2 separate regions of the Hordeum vulgare genome follow, and region 2 is linked to region 1. The links are chromatin contacts, called in public Hi-C maps. All regions are on one chromosome and are shown on one strand. The core of a region is the stretch at or near the end of the contact, and the rest is flanking DNA. Distances in the headings are between cores, read along the strand shown. Region 1 holds the start of LOC123432196 (KH domain-containing protein At4g18375-like). Region 2 holds the start of LOC123432249 (serine protease HTRA2, mitochondrial-like).

What was found. Hi-C and Micro-C count contacts between places; a contact is called where the count stands out from the background.
Region 2: a contact with region 1 is called in a Hi-C map of leaf, with 2.2 times the contacts expected there. The contact joins the promoter of LOC123432249 here to the promoter of LOC123432196 in region 1. A contact is called at or near these places in 3 of 6 Hi-C or Micro-C datasets (leaf and seedling).

What each region holds. Positions count from the first base shown.
Region 1 is chr1H:300,766,717-300,773,346 of MorexV3_pseudomolecules_assembly, forward strand. It overlaps LOC123432196 (KH domain-containing protein At4g18375-like), which reads right to left and starts at 4,984. Exons shown (of 8, transcript XM_045115375.1): 1 at 4,648-4,984; 2 at 2,616-3,243; 3 at 1,805-2,227; 4 at 1,430-1,705; 5 at 544-1,311; 6 at 149-204; 7 at 1-81. The coding sequence starts at 3,239.
Region 2 is chr1H:301,565,232-301,572,674 of MorexV3_pseudomolecules_assembly, forward strand. It overlaps LOC123432249 (serine protease HTRA2, mitochondrial-like), which reads right to left and starts at 1,460. Exons shown (of 10, transcript XM_045115379.1): 1 at 1,378-1,460; 2 at 688-831; 3 at 460-614; 4 at 69-344. The coding sequence starts at 1,435.

The DNA.
Region 1 (6,630 bases), core at 3,734-6,233:
GCTAGATTGACACCACCAGCTCCAACAACAGATTCCAAAGAACTATTTGGAATCCTCAGTTCAACAGAGCTACTTGAATACCTGCCAAAAGGATTATCCCTCAATGACAATTCCCATTTCAGAAGGGAGACGAGCTGCGAAAACATACCCTGTAACATCTGCCGCTCTTTGATAATCCTCACGTCCATGCATCTGTCCGGCAGCCTGGAAAGTGAAATTTAAATCTATTCAGCACTGAAGCAAATGAGAACCAAATATATTCAGATGCACACGTCAACGCATGTGAATCAGCGTAAACAGAACCAGACAAGGAAAGTAGATAATATAAGTAAAGACCAACACCCAATCAAGGAAACAGTGAGCGTCAACAAGTTATAGAGCACAGAAGTAACCTACGCAAACATACGAATATTTGTTTTCCCCTCTTCAGGAATACCAACCAGTTATGGAAGAATTGCATAACTACACAGTTTCAGGTTTCCAGTGAAAACTATGAGGTGAGGGTCACTTGCAAAACAGGGGAACTGACGCATAAAACTGTACCTCCGTGTAATCATAAGCATTGGAATTTCCAGCTCTGGTGACGCCTAATTGTTGCATAGTACTATTCCCAGCTCTTGAGAGGCCTAATTGCTGCATGCCTCTACTAGCGTAGCTATCAGTAGGCATATGGTCATGATGAGAACGATGCGGCATATAATCAGCACCAGGACTAACAGGCAAGGGCATTTCTCTAGTAGGCAAGCGAGTAGATCCTGCATATCTGTCATAAGAAGCAGATGGTGGAGCGTCGCTAGCAAATGGACTTCCATTAGGATACGCTCTTCTTTTAGAGAAGTAATCTACTGAATCATGGGGTTTATTGTTTGGTCTCCCATATAGTGTATCATTGGCAGGTCTCCCATATGCTGTATCATTGGCTGGTCCCCCATATGGTGGATCATTGGCTGGTCTCCCATATAGTGGATCATTGGCAGGTCTTCCATATAGTGAATCACTGGCAAGCCCATATGGTTGATCAATGGCAAGCCGCCTTTGATATGGGGAATCATTAGCAGGCCTTCCATAAGGGGTATCATGGGCAAGCCTTCCATAAGGGGTATCATTGGCAAGCCTTCCATAAGGGGTATCATTGGCAAGCCTTCCATATGGGGGATTGACAGGTCTTCCATACTGTGTGAATTCCCTGCTAGGAAATATATCAGCAGGAGGACCATCAAAAGAGGAAATTCCATCTCTGAGGATCCTATCTCTAAGCCTCGAAGCAATCTCTGTGAGGGCTTCTCTTGCAATATCTGGTGACCCAGAAACCTGAAAGCTCGGAACACATGTAACAGCATAATAACAAGTCAAGAAACAAAAACATTAAAAAGGCAGGTATTGAAACAATATGGACAACTTAATGTAGATATGATTGAGTAAAAATCACCTGCACAAGCTCCTCGTTAAAAGATAAGTACTTTGGTTTATCTGCTTTCGAATAAACTCGGATTTCAGCCCCAATACGCCTTCTCATTTCAGTAATTACCTTCCCACCTTCCCCAAGAATACAACCAACTTTTTTTGATGGTACAACAAGTCTTGTAACCAATTTGTGCTCCTCAGAAGGTTCACTCTCCGAAGGTTCACTTACTTTGCTCGCACTTACTTTACTATGGAGCAAAATAAGTGCCTCAATTGTTGGGGATACTGGATCAGCCGGAATCTGGATTGAAAAAATACGTAGGAGTAAAACTGTGAGGACTCAATAGTGAAGATTGGTATGGTAAGGAGATGGCAATTTGAACAACCATCTACATCTTACCTCCTTGGATGAAATAACAATCAACCTTTCTCCAGAAGCATCTTTGTGCAATTCCTGAACCACAATGCGAGCACCAGTCTGCTGCTCTACCTGCCGAACATTTGCCCCGCTTCTGCCAATAACAGGCCCAATAAGCTCAGAAGCGCACAGAATTCTAATAGAGAACTCTTCTGGTTCAGGAACAGGATATTGCAATGGTCGGTTTCTGTATGGATCAAGCAAGGGCATTGGTGGCGGATGATCCACATGCAGGTGTGGCAACATGTGATTTTCATGTGGTATCGGTGGTGGGGACCCACGCTTCCTTTGTGTGCTTGCATCTATAATTTCTTCAAGAGGTGGATTTTCTTTACGAGGATGCATATGGAGACGAGTAGATATCTCGTAGAGAGCTTTTCTTACAAGAGAAGCTGCACCAGATATCTGAAATGATTCAAGCAATTACGCATCAATAGTATTCACGTCTAAATATAATAAAGCACACAAAAAGTGCATGTTGTACTGACAAATATCTTTTTAACTTAACTGGCAAATATCTTGGTAAACTATAATCTAAAAATAAACTACGTGATATATCAATTAAGCCATGCCAGATACCAAACTCTAAAATCCGATCATTTAGGAATTTAACAAGGAATATAAACATAATGGAAAACTTCTATAGTAAAACAAATTGATACAGCAGAGTAATGAATCCAAATCTAGCTAAATGAAACCAATACAAAAGTCCCTGGAGATCAATACAAGCAAAAGGCATTACAAGCCGGAACACAACACAGCAAAGGATATTTTGCTACTAAAACAAATTTACCTGCACCAATTCATCACTCTTAAGTGCGCACTGAGGAAGGTTTTCGGATGGTAAGACACGGATCCCTGCGCCAGTATCATTTCGCAGTTGTTGTATAATAGAGCCGCCCTTTCCTAGCAGGCAGCCAACTTGATTGCCTGGAACCAAAATTCGAGCAGTCACATGACCAGCAGTTTCAGAATTCTCACAGATAACTCCATCGTTGGGATCTTCATCAGCAGCAATCTTATCATGTATCTTCAACAATGCATCTTGAGCAAAACAATGGGGCTTCATGTTCTCTAAGCCATCAATATTATTTTGAATAGCTTCAACAGCTTGTTTGGAGTTATTTTGGTAATCAAATATAATAATTACTCTCTCATCTGCACCAGGAATAGAATCAGCAACCCGTATCTTTGCTTTAGTCTCATCTCTAAGGGCGTTAACAACATGACCACCTCTCCCCAAGATACCGCCTATCTTGTTTCCTGGGCACAATATCCTGTAAACGGTTTCTATTGGCTGAGAGGACATAGGTCCGTCATCCTGCCTGTAGTTTAGCCGTTTCCTCTTTCCATCATCAGAATTGAAACGAGTCCTCTTTTTGGAAGTACTTGGATTGTGTCTTCTAGAGTTATCCATCAGTCTGCATAAAAAAAGGCCCATCAATATAAAGAAACTGTAAAGTAGCACGGAAGGTGTGGGGCACCCTCGATTCCATTACTCCATTAGCTGTCTGATTATGACACATGTATAACCTTCTTGCTTGTGCGTACCTCAAAATTGAGAAATTACTGATAAATGCTTATGTTGCTAGGCCTACGGTAAACTGCTGTAGGTTGTTTACAAGTGCAAGAAAAGGTATATATTTTTGTAGTCAAATGACTGTTTTCAGGTAGGTTATCAGATTCAAATCTATTAACTGTACTAAACTAGTAAGATCCTCACGGTTTCATCCAGAGCTCCCGCCTACTGTATTTCATTCAAATGAAACACTGCCAAAATGTAATTGGCACAAATAAACGTGGCGCATGTAACACTGCATAAACGGAGTATTAATCAGGAGTACTTTGGAGTTTGGAGTGCAAATCCAGTGTAAGAATTAGTCATAGTATATATCAAAGTGGCAAAAGGACATGTAATTTGAACGAATAACGAAAGCTAGCACTCAAAGATGAAATATACAGAGGGCATAATGGTGATAAATGACTTAACATCGTAACATAGCTTTGCAAGGGAAAGGTAAAACGGCATAAAATTTAACCAACCATAATTTCATAGAGATCATCAGTACACAATCATAATTCTGTCAGTTTATGGATGCAAAGATGTCCTAGCTTTAGAATGATAAAAGGATTGTTAGGCAACTGGAAAGATAAGGCTTGAATCTATAGTATATACTCCTAGTAAGGCCAAATATCCCTAGCAAGCAAAAAAAGGCATCCTAGCATATGGGACTTGCAGCAGCTCCATGTGAAGTGAAATCTGCAGTAACTTGGCTTTGCATCCATAAGTGGCAAAAAAGAATTGATAGTGATAATAATAGCATGTCAGCCCGCCACATACAGCGACATGCCAAATTCACTAACACATAACCAAATAAGCAAACAGGTGCGCCAAATTGACCTAGCCCTTTTTCAGCACGCTTACATATGAGTTGAAGAAACTCCGCAGATATACTAGGTCACAAGAACAACCAAAAATCGACAGTATGACCTCACTTATCGGCTCATTAACTCATCCAGCCATGAAATTTTGTTTGGGCCTGGATTCAGAAAAGGCGCCAGATTGACCACACAAGTCCAGGCGTGTGGGCAGAATTGCTCACACGCACAGCTTCACTCACACCCATCTAAGCAAAAGAAGCAGTATGCACTCCCCCCCCCCCCCCACCCCCCTCGAGAAAATCTCCATCCTTGGGGACCGACATATCGCATAGCAAACCTAGTTTCTACTGCCGGATCTAGATGGCGCGCCGGCCGTTGCGCCCAAAATTCGCGGAGGCTTAATGAGGGTGAGAGAAACTCACTGGATAACAAGAAGCTCGTACCTTTAAAACCAACGACGAAGATGGCGGCGGCGGCGGCGGCGGCTGGGGGATACGGCAGGGCCGCGGTGCCGCGATAAGGTTGGAGGCGGCGACGCGCGTGACAGGGGTGGGTGGGGTAGTGGGGCTCAGGGGTGTGAGGCGTGGGCGGCGCCACGGGAAGGCGGCAGCTGGAGCTAGGGCTAGGGCACCGGGGAAGAATAGGAAATTTCTCAACGGGACGGCGGAGAGGAAAAGTCGCTGTGGGAAGAGATGGATTTTGACGGGGACGGGGAAGACGAAAGGAAAAGAAAAGAATTTTTTTTATCCTCATGAATTCATAAACAGGTGCACTGCGCATGACATAGGGCAACGCTACACGTACGTATTTGTACTACGGAATTGATAATTACGGGATGACGTGGCCTCACTTGGTTGGTTATTACCGGGCCACGGAGTAAGGCCCTCCGCTATGTTCTTGGTGAGTTCTGAAAAGTATGTCACGTACATATTCATGTCAAATATAAAAATAATAACATCCCATCGATTTTAATTCAGGCCCACATATATATTTCTCCCTAATAATAAAGCAAATAGGATTTCTGGTCGTCCGTCAAGTTATTTACCCCTAGAGTTCGCAGGAATTACGCCCCTATGCCATCCGTAAGTGGAAAAAACGATACGGTTTATTTAAAGTCACTAGAGTGACGGTTAACTTATGCAGAAAGTTATTTGATTTGAAACCACATGCATGCTGGCAACTTACTGGTTGGGGCCTTCCACTCCCACACAGCGAACCCGGGTTTGATGCCCACTTCTCCCCTTTCTTCCTTTTCCTCTTTTCTCTTGATTTTATGTGTGCATAAGATAGACCAGCCTCGCCATCTTATCCGATGGGCTACACTATTTTTAATTTCGTCCCAACTATTTTCTACTTAAACTTTTTTGGCAGATTCAAGTATTTTCAAAAATATTCATTCCTTCTAAATGCTAACTTGAAATTTAGAAAGTTATATATGAAAATCACTGAAAAATGTGTACATTCCAGATATGATATTATCTTGCAAGATAATCATATCTAAAATTATTTTTAAAATATGTACGGGTAACACATTATTTTTAGGTATCACTAAAGAGGAACACCACAAAGAAGTGAATTGATATCGGCAACTCGGTGATATTTTTATTATGTACTAAACTGGACACAACTTTCGTTATTTCAAAAATCATCCCACCTTTATATTTGTGCACAACATCACTTATCATGTTGTTTCTCATATGGTATTGTGAATGATTTTTCATATGATTTTTTATGTCGTTCAGTGTGTATGAAGGATGATTTATTTTCTCACGTTGCAACGCACGGGATGTATAAAGTAGTAATAGATCAGTCCAAACCACTCTTTCCAACCATTGTTTCACTTTAGAAAGTACATTGATGCACATAGTTTTATGGAAAAGACTACGTGTCCATCCGATCGATGTCTACATATTATCCGTCGCCTCGACAACGGTTGGATGCCCGGGTTGATAGTCATTCCATCTAGTGTCCGCGCCACGCATGCCCGCTCGTTGTTTCCCACAACAAGCGCTCTATTGTAGAAACTGGAGACTCTTCCTCAGCATCGACACAGCTGCATCCCGTGCGGCGTCGCCGCCAACCCACCGCAAAATCAGCCTGCCGTCGGCATGCAGGAGCTAAACTGAAGTTTCTGAAACACTATGGCACACCATATCGCACGTGAGATGGTTGGATCTGACGCAAATCGAGCTAACTGGCGAGCCTTGCTTTGAGAACACGCGCGACCATCGTTCTCAGCTTCGAGCGTCGTTGTGGGGGTTCCACCGCGTGTTGGAGTTTCCTCTTGGTTCACAAACCCCCATGTGGTGTTTCCTGAAACTACTTCGAGCAGATGGCACCGGAAAACCTCGGTTAGTTTCTGAAACATGATCTTTGTTTCACTCTAAAAAAGTCATGAAACCCTGTGTAGAAAGCATATGTATCTC
Region 2 (7,443 bases), core at 210-2,709, 790 kb after region 1:
ATCAGAACCATAAGCAACATAAGTTAATAGTAATTTACAAGACGATCACGATGTACGATTAATTATACCTGCTTAATCACACAACCAGAGAACAGATAGTGATGGCGTTGAAATTTATTTGGGCCCATAAATTGAACACGTCCACGATGAATAGTCAGATTTAGACGTTCATCTCTACCGAGCACAAATATCTCTTGACCATAGATCACGTCACCACTGAAGCTAGGAATCTTAGCACATAAGTCTATCTCAACCTTAATCAAAGCAATATTGATGTGCTTGTCATAATGAAGCAATAGTGCAGGTACAGTAGCATCATCTTCATCCAATAAATGAGCAACAATCTAAAGATGGATACAAAAGATAACATAAATGTGCATTTAGCATACTTGTAAGTGCAAAAATATATGGGCATGCACATAGATCAAAATTCCAAAATTCGTTTGTTTGTAAACTCACCTCAGCATTAGGTGCATACTCATCTGTGCCTGACCACTGGCTTAGGGCTGAATGCTTTGAACAGATTATGCGTGCAGATGTCAAAACTGTGCCTGCTTTACTCCTCTCATCCCAATCAATTAGAAAGCCCGATGATCGTGCCATGAGTTTACCATCTGTAGATGCAATAATAGATTAGATAAAGATAAATGATAGAGAGAGATCAAATAAAGGCAATGTGTTACATACCGACATAGGACGAAAAGCCAAGAACAACTTTAGCTACTTGAAGAATTGTTTTTGTTGCAGACTCACGAACACTCTGCAATTTCTCATTTACCATACATGAAGAAGCCATGGAGCGATCAAGTGTTACAAGTTGAAGTTGGCGCTCTGCAGGTTAACATGCAAAAAATGGCGAATCAGTCTATTATGTTCAAAATTCATATTATCTTCAGCAAAAAAGACACCCTACTAATCAGATGGAATGAAAGCGGAGTGTTAGGGCCACATCTAGCACCAAAGTAGTGCCTAGTGTCAGCCAAACTGTTGCAACATTTTATACAACTCTCTACCGCACTCCTCTCAATAGTCAATACACAATGTTCTACCATATCTTGTCTCTAGCAGGATCGAACCATACATGCCCACCGAGGCATTGTCTGCCACTGACAAGAGGGAGGACAATACCATACTCTTCCTCCATATGCAGGTTTCTGTCATATCTTGTTCTCCAGCTGTAGTATTCAGTCATTCATACATAACTGCATGCTGAAATGTTCTTGATGGCACGGAAGAGGGCAATACGATATCCAATTTTCTACCCCCTCCGTCCCACAATATAAGATATTGATGGCACACAAGAGGGGGTACTATATCAAGATCTCTAGGAGCATTCAATAATGGCTACAAGAGGAAAAGGAAGTGTCCGAAACTTACTTATTTTCGCATGGTACTTGGAACTCAAGTCCATATAGGCTTCGTAGACAGGCTCCATCGCAGGATCATAGTTACGTCCTACGCCGATGGCAGGGGCGGGGGGAAGAGGGCAACGCAGAGGAGAGCTGAACGCAGAGGAAGCCTCGGAGGAGGAGGCATCCGATGCGCCTGGTGAAGCTGAGGTCGTCGCCGCGGCCTGCTCGCCCTTGCTGGTAGCGGCTTTCTTCTCGTCAGTTCCCTCCCGCTTCTTGGCGGTTCTTTCCTGCCCCTTGTCCTCGGACGGCTCCAAGGGTGTTTTCCTCTTGCGTCGCTGCGATGCTGCGGACGACCTCTCCGGAGAGGCTTTCCTCTTGCCTCCCTGCGATGACGCCGCAGCTTCTGGTTGGGCCTCCGCAAACCGGTCGGATAGCCCTGCCCTCGACCTAGATCCCGACACCTCATCCTGTGTAGTCGGCGCACCTCGCTGCGAGGACGACGCAGCTTCCACTTGGGCCTCCGCAGACCGGACACCGAGGTGCGCCGACGCCGCCGACGCCGCCCTGCCCTCGACCTAGATCCGGACACATCTTCCTCCGTGGTCGGCGCCATGAGGGACGTAAAATATTTTCCGTCTTTCCGTAATAATAAAGGAGATATTGCTTCTGCCGTCATAATATATACCCCTGAATTTGCGAATAATTACCCACCATGCCACCCGCAAGTGAGAAAAACGGTTCGTCCGTTCACACCGGCTGTTTGGATAGGTTAACAGCAGGAAATCCTGAATATTATCATGACTGCAAAGGTGTTGTGGTGGTTCGACTGGTGCGCGTCTAGCCAAACAACCTGGGTTCGAATCTCATCCATGCTTTTTATTTTGCCCTCTTTTCTCTTTGATTTTTTGATGGGTGTAGGAGCAGATTCAAAATGTTTTAGCTTTTTTATTTTTGCCCTCTTTTCTCTTTGATTTTTTGTGGGTGTAGGAGCAGATTCAAAATGTTTTAGCTTTTTTATTTTTGTCCTCTTTTCTCTTTGATTTTTTGTGGGTGTAGGAGCAGGTTCAAAATGTTTTTCGAAATATTCATATCATTTAAACCAGCAATTCAAATCTAACATATTTTTATAATTATATTTTGGTTGCAACCTTAATTAATATTTTAATACCTTTTTTATATGTGGTATTCTGAAAATGTCTATTGTTTATGTTTCATACTCATTTAAATGCCGTAAATATGATTATTTGATGCTTCTCGCAATAGCAATTATTGGCGTTATATGGGATGTTCATTCCTATCGGATACTCTACCTTCTTTATATGTTATATATGAAATTTGATTAAAAAATGTGTAGAATTTAAATAGGGTGTTATTTTTAACTGTTGAATACTTCTTAAATATTATTTTTGGTGCAAACTTAATCTGTAGTGCACGGTCTTTTTTTCTCTATTTCCGACGAGGATACGAATTGCAATAAACATTCATTAAATTAAAACCAAATTGAGAAAAAAGAAAACATCGTTAACCACACATGCACACATTTGGAAAACCTCGTGGGGAGAAACAACATATTTCTCATCTTATTCCGAGTGACTGTACATTCAAACGCGTTTTCGTTGTGTGAACACTAAGGCCATCGTCGGCAACACAAATGTGATGCCATGTGAAAATATATTACGTTCAGAGCATGTGTTATTTTCTCTTCCGTTGCAACGCACGAGCTCAAATTATCCACCATGCCACCCATAAGTGAGGAAAACGATTCGGTTTTTTTTCCTGTCAAATCCGCTGTCTCACATGATTCTTAAAGCCCGAGATCCTCATTTATCATAATCATGTCTCTGGCGTAGTGGCTCGAGCGCGTGGCTTCCACCAAGGAGAACTGGGTTCGAACCTCCATTCCAACACTTTTTTTCTCCCTCTTTTTTTAGGAACCTTTTCTCTCTTTATTAGCAGCAAGGATGCACCTCTTCTTCCTCTTTTTTTAGAACCTTTTCTCTCTTTATTAGCAGCAAGGATGCACCTCTTTTTTTCATGTTACGTAATCCCACCTCGCTCTTTTATACAGATTTCGATCAGTATATATAGGTGCATTTAAAGGATAAACCGAAAATTATCCCCTGTCTCGTGGGGCTGAATTTCAGATGCGTACATCGGGGATGTTCCAACGGACGCGGAGGAGCTCACTGTTTCCTAGGACTAGGGTCTGACGTTTTAAAGGGGATCTGTCGTCTGTCGTCATGGTTCAACCTCGATCTACCCCCTCCTACCGCCAGCCTTTCCATCGTTTCATCGATTTTTTTCAATCCCTTCATAAACCAGGCGATAAACCAGCCGATTAGTTCAATAAAAAACCCTAACTTTGTCACGAAAATTGGGCTTGCTAGGCCCGATGGGCGGGTTCCACTCCATCGCCATTCGTAAACGAGGTGTAGTGCGTGCGTGACCTAGGACTCATTCCCCTCTCCGTCAGGCGGCGGCGACTGTGCCAAGAAACCCCGACCGGAGGAAGGCCGAGCAAGCAAATTCCCAACCGATGGAGGTGAAATCGGCGAGCGGTGCCGAGAAGCGATCCATGTCGATCTCCGTGGCGGGTGATTGACTGGGGTGAAGGAGGCACGGATCATCAAGAAGTATCTTCTGGCGGCGCTCATCAAACATGCCTTCGTACGTAAGCCCCATCTTCCTTCTCCAGTGATTCGCGTTGAATCCATATGTTTAATGCTGAAGGCAACCTAGATTAGGCCTTTGTTTGGATGCCTCTTAGTTAAATCTCGGCTACTTGTATTGAAGAAACCCTAACCAGATATCAACCTTGTCCAAAAAGATTTGGATCGACTTGTCCTATCCGAGCTGACCTGCTTGACGTCCCAATTAGCCATCAATTGACATATAAATAATGTATGAACATGTATTATTTGTTCGACCTCCCCCTTCCTACCGCTAGCCTTTTCATCGATTTTTTTCATCCCTTCGTAAACCAGACGATTAAATAAAGAAAACAACTGGTTCATAAAAAAAGGCCCTCTACCTTAACGAACCGATAATCCTGACCACCCCGCACACGTCTTCCCCATCGCTCAGCCCCACGCCCGCCCACCCCCGCACCCGCCCCTGCCCCTGCCCCCGCCCCACCAACCCGCACGACGCCCCGCCCACCCCGACCCCCTCGCCGCCGACGAACCCAGCCCCGCCAAAACCTACGCCACGCCGCCTACCCTCGACCCCCTCGCCGCCAGCCATCCCAGCTTCGCCGGCCCCCATGCCCCGTCGACCCCACGTCATGGAGCTAGGGTCGAGTAGAAGGCGGGGTCACGAGCTCACCTCCTGTCGCTGGTGAAGATCTGCTGGTGCCGGTGAAGAGCGGATCCGCCCTCACGCAGATGAAGGACGTGGGATCCCGACGTGGAGCAGCGGAGGCCGTCGCCGTCGGCGAATGATGAAGGGGTGATACGTCTCCAACGTATCTATAAATTTTGATGGTTTCATGCTATTATCTTGTCAAACTTTGGATGTTTTGTATGCCTTTTATATATTTGTTGGGACTAACTTATTAACTCAGTGCCAAGTGCCAGTTCCTCTTTTTTCCATGTTTTTGACCCCTTTGAGAGGAGATTTTGGAACGGAGTCCAAACGGACGAAAATCCCCGAAAAGATTTTTTGGAACGAAAGAAGATCGGAGAACTTGGGAGCCAAGGCAGGGGAGCCCCAGGGGCCCCACAAGCCCCCACCCCGCGGCCAAGGGGGTCGCGCCATCCAGGCTTGTGGGCCCCCTGGAGGTCCCCTGGCCTAGGTCTTTCGCCTATATAATCCCAAAAATTCTAGAAAAAATCAGGAGATCATCGCAATCGCTTTTCCGCCGCCGCAAGCTTCTGTCTTCGCAAGATCCCATATGGGGCACGTCCTGGTGCCCTGCCGGAGGGGGGATTCGGACACGGAGGGCTTCTCCATCAACACCATGACCTCTCCGATGATGCGTGAGTAGTTCACCATAGACCTACGGGTCCATAGCTAGTAAGTAGATGGCTTCTTCTCTCTCTTGGATCTTCAATACAAAGTTCTCCATGATCTTCATGGAGATCTATCCGATGTAATCTTCTTTTGCGGTGTGTTTGTCGAGATCCGATGAATTGTGGATTTATGATCAGATTATCTATGAATCTTATTTGAGTTTCTTCTGATCTCTCTTATGCATGATTTCATATCCTTGTAATTCTCTTCGAGTTGTGGGTTTTGTCTGGCCAACTAGATCTATGATTCTTGCAATGGTAGAAGTGCTTGGTTTTGGGTTCATACCATGCGGTGACCTCACCCAGTGACAGAAGGGGTAGCGAGGCACGCATCGTGTTGTTGCCATAAAGGGTAAAAAGATGGGGTTTTCATCATTGGTTTGAGATTATCCCTCTACATCATGTCATCTTGCTTAAAGCGTTACTCTGTTCGTCATGAACTCAATACACTAGATGCATACTGGATAGCGGTCGATGTGTGGAGTAATAGTAGTAGATGTAGAAAGTATTGGTCTACTTGTCTCGGACGTGATGCCTATATGCATGATCATTGCCTTAGATATCGTCATGACTTTGCGCGGTTCTATCAATTGCTCGACGGTAATTTGTTCACCCACCGTAATACTTGCTATTTTGAGAGAAGCCTCTAGTGAACACTATGGCCCCCAGGGTCTACTCCACACCATATTTTCAGCCTTACACTTTTTACTTCGTTGCACTTTCTGCCTTCAGATCTCACTTTGAAAACAATCTTGAAGGGATTGACAACCCCTTTGGAGCGTTGGGTGCAAGCTTGTTTGTGTTTGCGCAGGTACTCTGGACTTGACGAGACCCTCCTTCTGGATCGATACCTTGGTTCTCAAACTGAGGGAAATACTTACTGCTCCTGTGCTGCATCACCCTTTCCTCTTCAAGGGAAAAACCAACGCAAGCCCAGCCTTTTTCAACGTGTCAATTTCTGGCGTTGTTGTCTGTGGGATAGCAATGGGGCGCGCGGATCAGGGCGATGGAAGGGACCGGGGAGGCGCGGGATCCAAACAAAAAACAGCAGACAAGCGCCCGCACCCGCACCCGCCCCACCAGCCCGCTCGACGCCTCGCCCATCTCGACCCCCTCGCCGTCGGCGAACCTGTTGGGAAACGTCGCATGGGAAGCACATTTTTTTCCTACGCGCACGAAGACCTATCATGGTGATGTCCATCTACGAGAGGAGATTTGGATCTACGTACCCTTGTAGATCGCACAACAGGAAGCGTTAAGAAACGCGATTGATGTAGTGGAACATCCTCACGTCCCTCGATCCGCCCCGCGAACCGTCCCGCGATCCGCTCCGATCTAGTGCCGAACGGACGACACATCCGCGTTCAACACACGTACAGCTCGACGATGATCTCGACCTTCTTGATCCAGCAAGAGAGACGGAGAGGTAGATGAGTTCCCCGGCAGCGTGACGGCGCTCCGGAGGTTGGTGGTGATCTATCCCAGCAGGGCTCCGCCCGAGCTCCGCAGAAATACGATCTAGAGGAAAAAACGTGGAGGTATGTGGTCGGGCTGCCGTGGCAAAGTTGTGTCAAATCAGCCCTAATACCTCAGTATATATAGGAGGGAGGGGGAGGGCCTTGCCTTGAGGCTCAAGGGAGCCCCAAGGGGTCGGCCGAACCAAGGGGGAGTCCTCCTCCTCCAATCCTAGTCCAACTAGGATTGGAAGGTGGAGTCCTTCCCTTCCTTCCCACTTCCCCTTTTTTCATTTGATTTATTTATCTCCTGCACATAGGGCCTCTTGGGCAGTCCCACCAGCCCACCAAGGGCTGGTGCGGCACCCCTAAGGCCTATGGGCTTCCCCCGGGTGGGTTGCCCCCCCCCCCCCGGTGAACATCCGGAACCCACTCGTCACTCCCGGTACATTCCCGGTAATGTCCGAAAACTTTCTGGTAATCAAATGAGGTCATCCTATATATCAATCTTCGTCTCTGGACCATTCCGGAAACCCTCGTGACGTCCGTGATCTCATCCTGGACTCCGAACAACATTCGGTAACCAACCATATAACTCAAATACGCATAAAACATCGCCGAACCTTA